Linked DNA regions of Sus scrofa: region 1 is linked to region 2. A link is a contact called in public HiChIP or PLAC-seq data. All regions are on one chromosome and are shown on one strand. Each heading gives the region's core, a stretch centred on a gene start, on an enhancer-like site or on the middle of the called end of the contact. The rest is flanking DNA. Distances are from core to core; before and after follow the strand shown.

Region 1 (3,190 bases), core at 611-3,110, 81 kb after region 2:
GCCTCGGTTCCATAACCAAGACACACCGGGGTCAGAAGCGGCCTCTGGCTCCTCATCAGACGGCCCCTGCTCTCCCCTCCCCATCCCCACCTCTTCCCGTTTAGCTCCCTGGCAAGCAGAAAGGTCCCATCCAAAGGGGCTGGTCCTCAGCCTGATCAGGGAACAGGGCATCTGCCCCACCCACCATCTGGGGACAGTCATGTGTAGGCAGGTAACCCAGAGAGAACGCGACAGGGCCCGGCTTCTCATATGAGGGCACAGACTATGGGAGGCCTGGGGCTCCTGCCTGCCACGCTCAGGTCTGAGCTCACCTCCATGTGGGGTGGCGATCCCGGCCTCCTCGCAGAGCCCCTTTGCCTTCCCCTGCCAGCCCCTCCCACCGGAGGTCATGCCCTCACTGGGGCATCTCCTGGGCACAGACCCACACACTTTAGGCCAGCTCACCTGGGGAGGAGTTCGTGTCCTGCCCACCTCAGCATGCTGGTTGCTCCCTGCTCTAGGACCTGCACACCTAGTGTGTGTAAGTGTGTGTGGACTGGTGTGCCGTCTCCGTACCCCACACTCCCTGGAGTAGGCTCCTGGGCGCGCTAGAGTGGGGACGTCAAGGATGCAATATGTATGGATTGCTGCATGATTCTTAACAACGAATAAAGCTGTTTACAAGGGAAGGAGAGCTGTTAACTGTGCAGCTGGCTTGTGAAAGTTTCTGTCCAACTTCCTCCAGCACTTTTTAATGTTTTCACTCAGGAGAAGCTGGGGTGGGGGGGCGGCAAGGAGGAGGGAAAGACGTTTTGGGGTGGGAGTTGAGGTACCATTCCCTGGGCACAGCTCCTGCTCAGAGGGCGGATAAGGAGCCCCCACCCCGCCCCCACCCCGTCTTTAAACCCGAGAACTTCCAACACTGCAGCTTGTCAATAATTGAAGAGCAGGAAAGCTGGTGACTGGAGGGAGGCTTGGGGAAGGGGAAGGGGGGGGAGGGCCACAGTCCTCTGTTAGTCCCTGTCACATAAAGGCGGGTAAAATTAACGGGGCAAAGGATCTCGGTAGGAGAGTTAGGCAAGTTCATGACTTTTCTGAGTTTCACCCGCCACCTCTGATTCCTGGGCTATCTGGAAAGGAGGGGGAGCATTTCCGAAGAAGCCTCTGGAACGTCAGCTTCCAGGCATCTTGCTGAGAACAGGGCAGAGAGTGGGGGCTTACCGGGAAACACTGGATTACCCTACCCGCACTGGGGTGACTGCGACCGGTGCTGGGGTTCTGCAGACCTGAGCAGCAGGTGGCATCGGAGAGTCAGACCTGCCTGCGGGCACCAAGAAGACGCTCAGTGTCAGGAGTGAGTGACGGGCCGCAGAAACGCGAGGAAGTGCCACTCGCAGCCCAGAGGAGAGGAAAACCCCAAGCACATGGTTCCCGAGCCTGAGCCGGCTCCCAGCTTTTGCCCCAGAGCCCGGGGCTGCTTCCCAGGAGCCGTCGTCGACACCTCGGAGCTGCTCAGACCGTAAGGGGTGGGGTGGGGTGGGGCGGGAGCGCGGGGCCCGCGACGAACCGCACGCCGAAGGGCCCGGGGCCTCGGCGGAAGCGCCGAGCCACGCGCCTCTCCGAGCCCTGCGCGGGTCCTCGGGCGGGAACGCACGGAGCCGGGACGCGGTGGCGGGTAGGGGGCTGGGTGGCGCGGGAGAGGGCGGCAGAAGGAGGGAGTTCGAAGAGAATTACCGCCAGAGAGAGTGGCAGGAGCCCGCGGTTTCCTTGGAGACACGCTGACCAATGGCAGCAGCGGAAGCTGTTTATGGGGGCGGAGCGTCGCCATGGCAGCAGTAGAAGCCTTCTGAGCGACTACTTAATACCGGTCCCGGGGCCGCTGGCGTTCAGAGAGGCGCCGTCGGGCGTGGGGGGGACGACGAGGGTTGCTGGCAGGGTCCTCGAGCTGGGGGCAGAGAGCCGCGGGGAGTGGCAGGACCTTCTTCCAGAACCTTCCTTTGGCCCGAGCTGCGCTCTGAGCCAGGTAAGGGACGGGGAGGGCTGCGGGCCGCGGGAAGAGAGGGCGTTGGTACAGGCCCGCTCTCCCATCCGTCCCCGACGGAAGTGTTGGGTCTGGGTAATGACAGCAGTGGAGTTTAGGGGACACTCACTTCCTACCCCTCTGTAACTCTTGGTCCTTGTCTCTTCCTTCCCCTTGAGCCTAATATTCCTTTTCAAAGATCAGACGACCTCCCCCGCCCCCCGCCTGGTCTCATACCGCCCTCCTGGGCTCTCTCGCCCTATTTCCACTTGTTGTGGAGGGAGGGGGGTTTAATTTCGCGCTCTCGGGGATTAGGGAATAGCCTTGGATGCCCCTACACTCTTCCCTCGTTAGGCTAATGAAGACTCCTCTAAAACATCAAAGAGGGAAAGAGACAGGTGGACCCTGTGGAGGTCGGGCCCCTGGGCACTGCTTCTGTTTCCCAGACCAGCTGCGGGATCGATTTTGGAGGCGCCTCCCGCCTCGCACGCACTCTCCCCTCCGGGGTGGGGGAAGAGGGCTCAGTTCCCGTTTTGGTCCCCGCAGACACCACATTCGACTCGGAGGAGGCGACCCCCGGGGTCGTGGGATGGAAGCGCGCTTCCGGGAGCCTGTGTAACTGGAGCCGCGGGAGTCAGCGGGCCGGAGAGCGCCACCCTCGGCTCAGCTCGTGGATGTTGACCGCCCCCTCAGAGAGTCCCCGCAGATATGGCGGAGAGCTGGCTACGCCTCTCGGGAGCAGGGGCTGCGGAGGAAGCCGGGCCGGAGGGCGGCCTAGAGGAGCCCGATGCCCTGGATGACAGCCTGACCAGCCTGCAGTGGCTGCAGGAATTCTCCATTCTCAACGCCAAGGCCCCCGCCCTGCCCTCTGGGGGCACCGACCCCCACGGCTACCACCAGGTGCCAGGCTCGGCCGCGCCGGGGTCTCCCCTGGCAGCCGACCCCGCCTGCCTGGGGCAGCCACACACGCCAGGCAAGCCCACGTCGTCGTGCACGTCCCGGAGCGCGCCCCCGGGGCTGCAGGCCCCGCCTCCCGACGACGTGGACTACGCCACCAACCCGCATGTGAAGCCGCCCTACTCCTATGCCACGCTCATCTGCATGGCCATGCAGGCCAGCAAGGCCACCAAGATCACCCTGTCGGCCATCTACAAGTGGATCACGGACAACTTCTGCTACTTCCGCCACGCT
Region 2 (3,365 bases), core at 130-2,629:
CGAGCCACATCTGCGACCTGTGCTGCAGCTTGGGGCAACACCAGATCCTTAACCCACTGAGCGAGGCCAGGGATTGAACCTGTATCCTGTGGATACTAGTTTTTACTACTGAACCACAATGGGAACTCCATGGGAGTTGGTATCTTTGCTACTAGGTATGAAGCTGAAAAGAGGGCAATGAAAAATATGAAAGGGAGTTTCCTTTGTGGCTCAGGGGGTTAAGGACCCATTGTTGCCGATGTGAGGATGCAGGTTTGACCCCTGGCCTCGCTCAGTGGGTTAAGGATCTAGAGTTGCCTTGGCCTTGGCATAGACCTCAGCTGCAGCTCCTATTTGACCCCTAGGCCGGGAACTCAAATATGCCACAGGTGCGGCTGTTAAAAACAAGAAAAACACAGAGAATCATCAGGAAAGATGCTCTATGGATGGCTTTAAAAGCTTAATCAAGGGACCTTGACTCCCCAAACTGTACTTGGAACCCCTTGCTGAAAGGTTGCTGAAACCACGTTCTTGAAATTGAAGTTTTCGCAGATCAGTTTACTCTCTCAGGAAAAAGCCCGCCAAAACAGAAATAGCATAAAGGGTTTAAAACACAAATGTCTGCAATTAGGTTTAGAATGAGGTCTTCTGCCTGCCCAGGTGTTCCACGGTTGGTGTGCTCTGGCCCCACTCCAGTTCCCCTGCATTAACGCCCTTCTTCCCAAAGTTTCCCAAAGGTGCGGTCCGAGGGGCCTTGTCTCCTTCTCCTCTTGGGCCGATGGTCTCCCAACTTCAGGGTTACAGGAGCTGCCCAAGGGACCCGTAAACAGAACAAGCATAGAGCTCGGCGCCTTGAAAGGAACTAGGTGAGAGGGATGGCGACGTTTTCCTGGAGGGTCACCGGCACTGACCAGTCTACCCGACCCCTGGGAGCCCCTGAGGGGCTGAGGCGCTCGGGGCGGGAACCCACCCCCACTGCCCGCCTGGGAGGCGGAGGGCGCCCCTCTGCGGGTTTGTGACCATCGGCTTTGGCACATGTCGAGGGACGGGGCTGGAGAGAGCCTCCGCCAGGCGGGGAAGCCGCGTGCGCCTTTCGGATGCTGGGGACCAGGGTGCGCGAACGCCCCTCGAGGAGGCGGCTCCCGCGAGGCCGCCGGAACCGCGCCAGCGGGCTCCGGGGGCGCCGCGTCCTCGGCCCCTCCAGCCCTCGCCGCGCGCCCGGCCGCCGCTCCGCCGCGTCCCGCCGCCCATTGGCTGGCGCCGCGCGGACCCTCCCGCCCCGCCCCGCCATTGGCCGTGGCCGCCGCGGTCCCCGCGCGCGAGCCGCCGCTGACATCACGCGGCCTGAGGCGGCGGCGGCGCCCCCGGCCCAGCCCGCAGCCCCCCTCGGCACAGGCGCCGCCGCGGGGCCCGGCGGAGGATGGTGCGCGGCGCGCCGGGGGCTCCCCGCCGCCAGAGCCGCAGCGCCGAGGCCGAGCGGGCCGCGGCGGGCAGCCGACCCCCGCAGCCGGCGCGGGGCAAGCGGCCGCGGTGAGGCGCGGGCGGCGCGGGCGCAGCGGCCATGGGGGCCCTGACCAGCCGGCAGCACGCGGGCGTCGAGGAGGTGGACATCCCGTCCAATTCCGTGTACCGCTACCCGCCCAAGTCCGGTGAGCGCGGCCCGGGGCTGGGAGGAGGTCGCGAGGCTCCCGCACCGGGACGCCGGGGGGCCGGCGGGCCCAGGGGCCGACGGCGCTGCAGTGCGATCTTGGAGGGTGGGATGTCTAGCAGGAGGCCTGGAGCGGTGCTTTAGGGCCCGGGGCGGTCGCGAGGGTGGGCAGCCCCTCCGCCGGGGGACGCGGGCGGCCCGGACGCAATGCGTCCTGTGACAGAGACGTGCGCTGGGGAGACTGCGGCTCCCGAGGGGCGGGGTGCCTCGTTGCAGGCCAGGTCCCCGCCGTCCGCAGCACGGAGTCCGCTCCTTCCCGCCCGGGTCCCCGTTCCCCTCGGGGGGCTGCGGGTTGGGGGAGGCGGGCTCGGCGTCCGAAGCAGGCACCTGTGCTGGGTGCTGGCACAGGTCAGCACATCCAGGCCTCCGGTGAGGGAGGGACAGGCGCAGGTTTGAATGAGGTTTCTCCAGGGAAAGCTGCCACTGCCTGCTGGAGGGTGGAGGCCGAAAATGCCTTTTCCGTGGTGCTGATGCTTTTCGAGAGGCTGTCGGAAGAACAAGGGTGTCGAACAGAAATATTGGGGGCTCTACGTAGCAGAGTCACTCGGGTTGTTACTTGGCTGGAGGAGTGACAAGCCTGCTTTTTGGAATGAGGATGGCTCTGGGACAGGGCACAGCTATTTAAAATGTAGAGAAGGATTCTCTTTGTTTTTAGAATCATTAAAGGGATAAATGTCTCAGCCTCTGGTTTGTAGCATAAATATTGGAGCTGGGGGAGGATTTTGACAGCACAAGAGGATCACATCAAGGACTTACTGTGTCGTACAGGGAACTTGACTCAGGATTTTGTAATAACCTTTAAGGGAAAAGATTCTGGAAAAAATATATATACATATATTATTAAACTATATGTATATCTATATTATATCTATATAAAATCGAACCACTGCTGTACACCTGAAACTAACACGATATTGTAAATCAATTATACTTCAATTTAAAAGTTAAAAACATTGAAGAATAACTAAAAACAAAAAAGAGAAGAAAAGAACTAGCCAATTCCGAACTGCTGGCACATGACCTAACTCTCTGCTCTTCATTTTTCATTGCTTTTCTCAAGACTCCTGGGGACTCATGGCTCCCATCTTCTCTTTGGCTTAGGACCCAAGGAGGATTTTCATGATCTTGGAGAGAGATCAGAACTGCAGCGGTAGAATAAAGACATGCTAATGAGAGGAGCTGGTTTCTCAGCGGTGTGTCCGGTTTGTGCCAGGTGAAAGCAGGGACCAGACAATGAACCTGCCCCCTGCAGGGTGTGGGCCGGAGCTGTGTTGCTCGCTGCTTTTGTGCCAGAGAATGAATCCTTGCAGAGATGAATATGCTTTAGGACAGGCCAAGATAAAGCCATGGGTCCTTAGTGTTTTAATAAAACGCCGGTTGAATTATGACTGTATGAAACCAGTGCTCAGGAAAGCATGCGTCTTGCTTTTCCATAGACACAAGAATCTGTGGATTTTTCTTTTCTGAAATCACTGCGCTTTTATCGATCAGAATATGGAGTGTGTTTTGCTGAGCTTAGGGGTTTCAGTAAAGGTTGCCTCCTCAGAAGGGTGTGCACCACTCCTCACAGATGGGAGTAAGCACGGGTATTTCACTGGGAGGCTGGTCCCCAGAGGATATTAATACAAGTATGAATCTTGGATGATAGTAGTGAAAGGGTAACGGACCAAAACTAAAA

Evidence for each region. HiChIP or PLAC-seq counts read pairs in DNA pulled down with a chosen protein or histone mark.
Region 1: an H3K27ac HiChIP or PLAC-seq map of skeletal muscle shows a contact between it and region 2. The contact joins the promoter of FOXJ1 here to the promoter of RNF157 in region 2. A contact is called at or near these places in 1 of 5 promoter capture datasets (liver), 2 of 47 Hi-C or Micro-C datasets (embryonic fibroblasts and psoas muscle) and 1 of 2 datasets of contacts at active chromatin or transcription factors (skeletal muscle).

Annotation. Positions count from the first base shown.
Region 1 is chr12:5,305,510-5,308,699 of Sscrofa11.1, forward strand. It overlaps FOXJ1 (forkhead box protein J1), which reads left to right and starts at 1,861. Exons shown (of 3, transcript XM_003357959.4): 1 at 1,861-2,002; 2 at 2,546-3,190. The coding sequence starts at 2,708. It overlaps RNF157 (RING finger protein 157), which reads left to right. Exons shown (of 19, transcript XM_003357958.4): 19 at 1-688. LOC106507954 (a long non-coding RNA gene) reads right to left here and starts at 1,799. Exons shown (of 2, transcript XR_001304381.2): 1 at 1,714-1,799; 2 at 678-1,300.
Region 2 is chr12:5,224,599-5,227,963 of Sscrofa11.1, forward strand. It overlaps RNF157 (RING finger protein 157), which reads left to right and starts at 1,380. Exons shown (of 19, transcript XM_003357958.4): 1 at 1,380-1,628. The coding sequence starts at 1,541.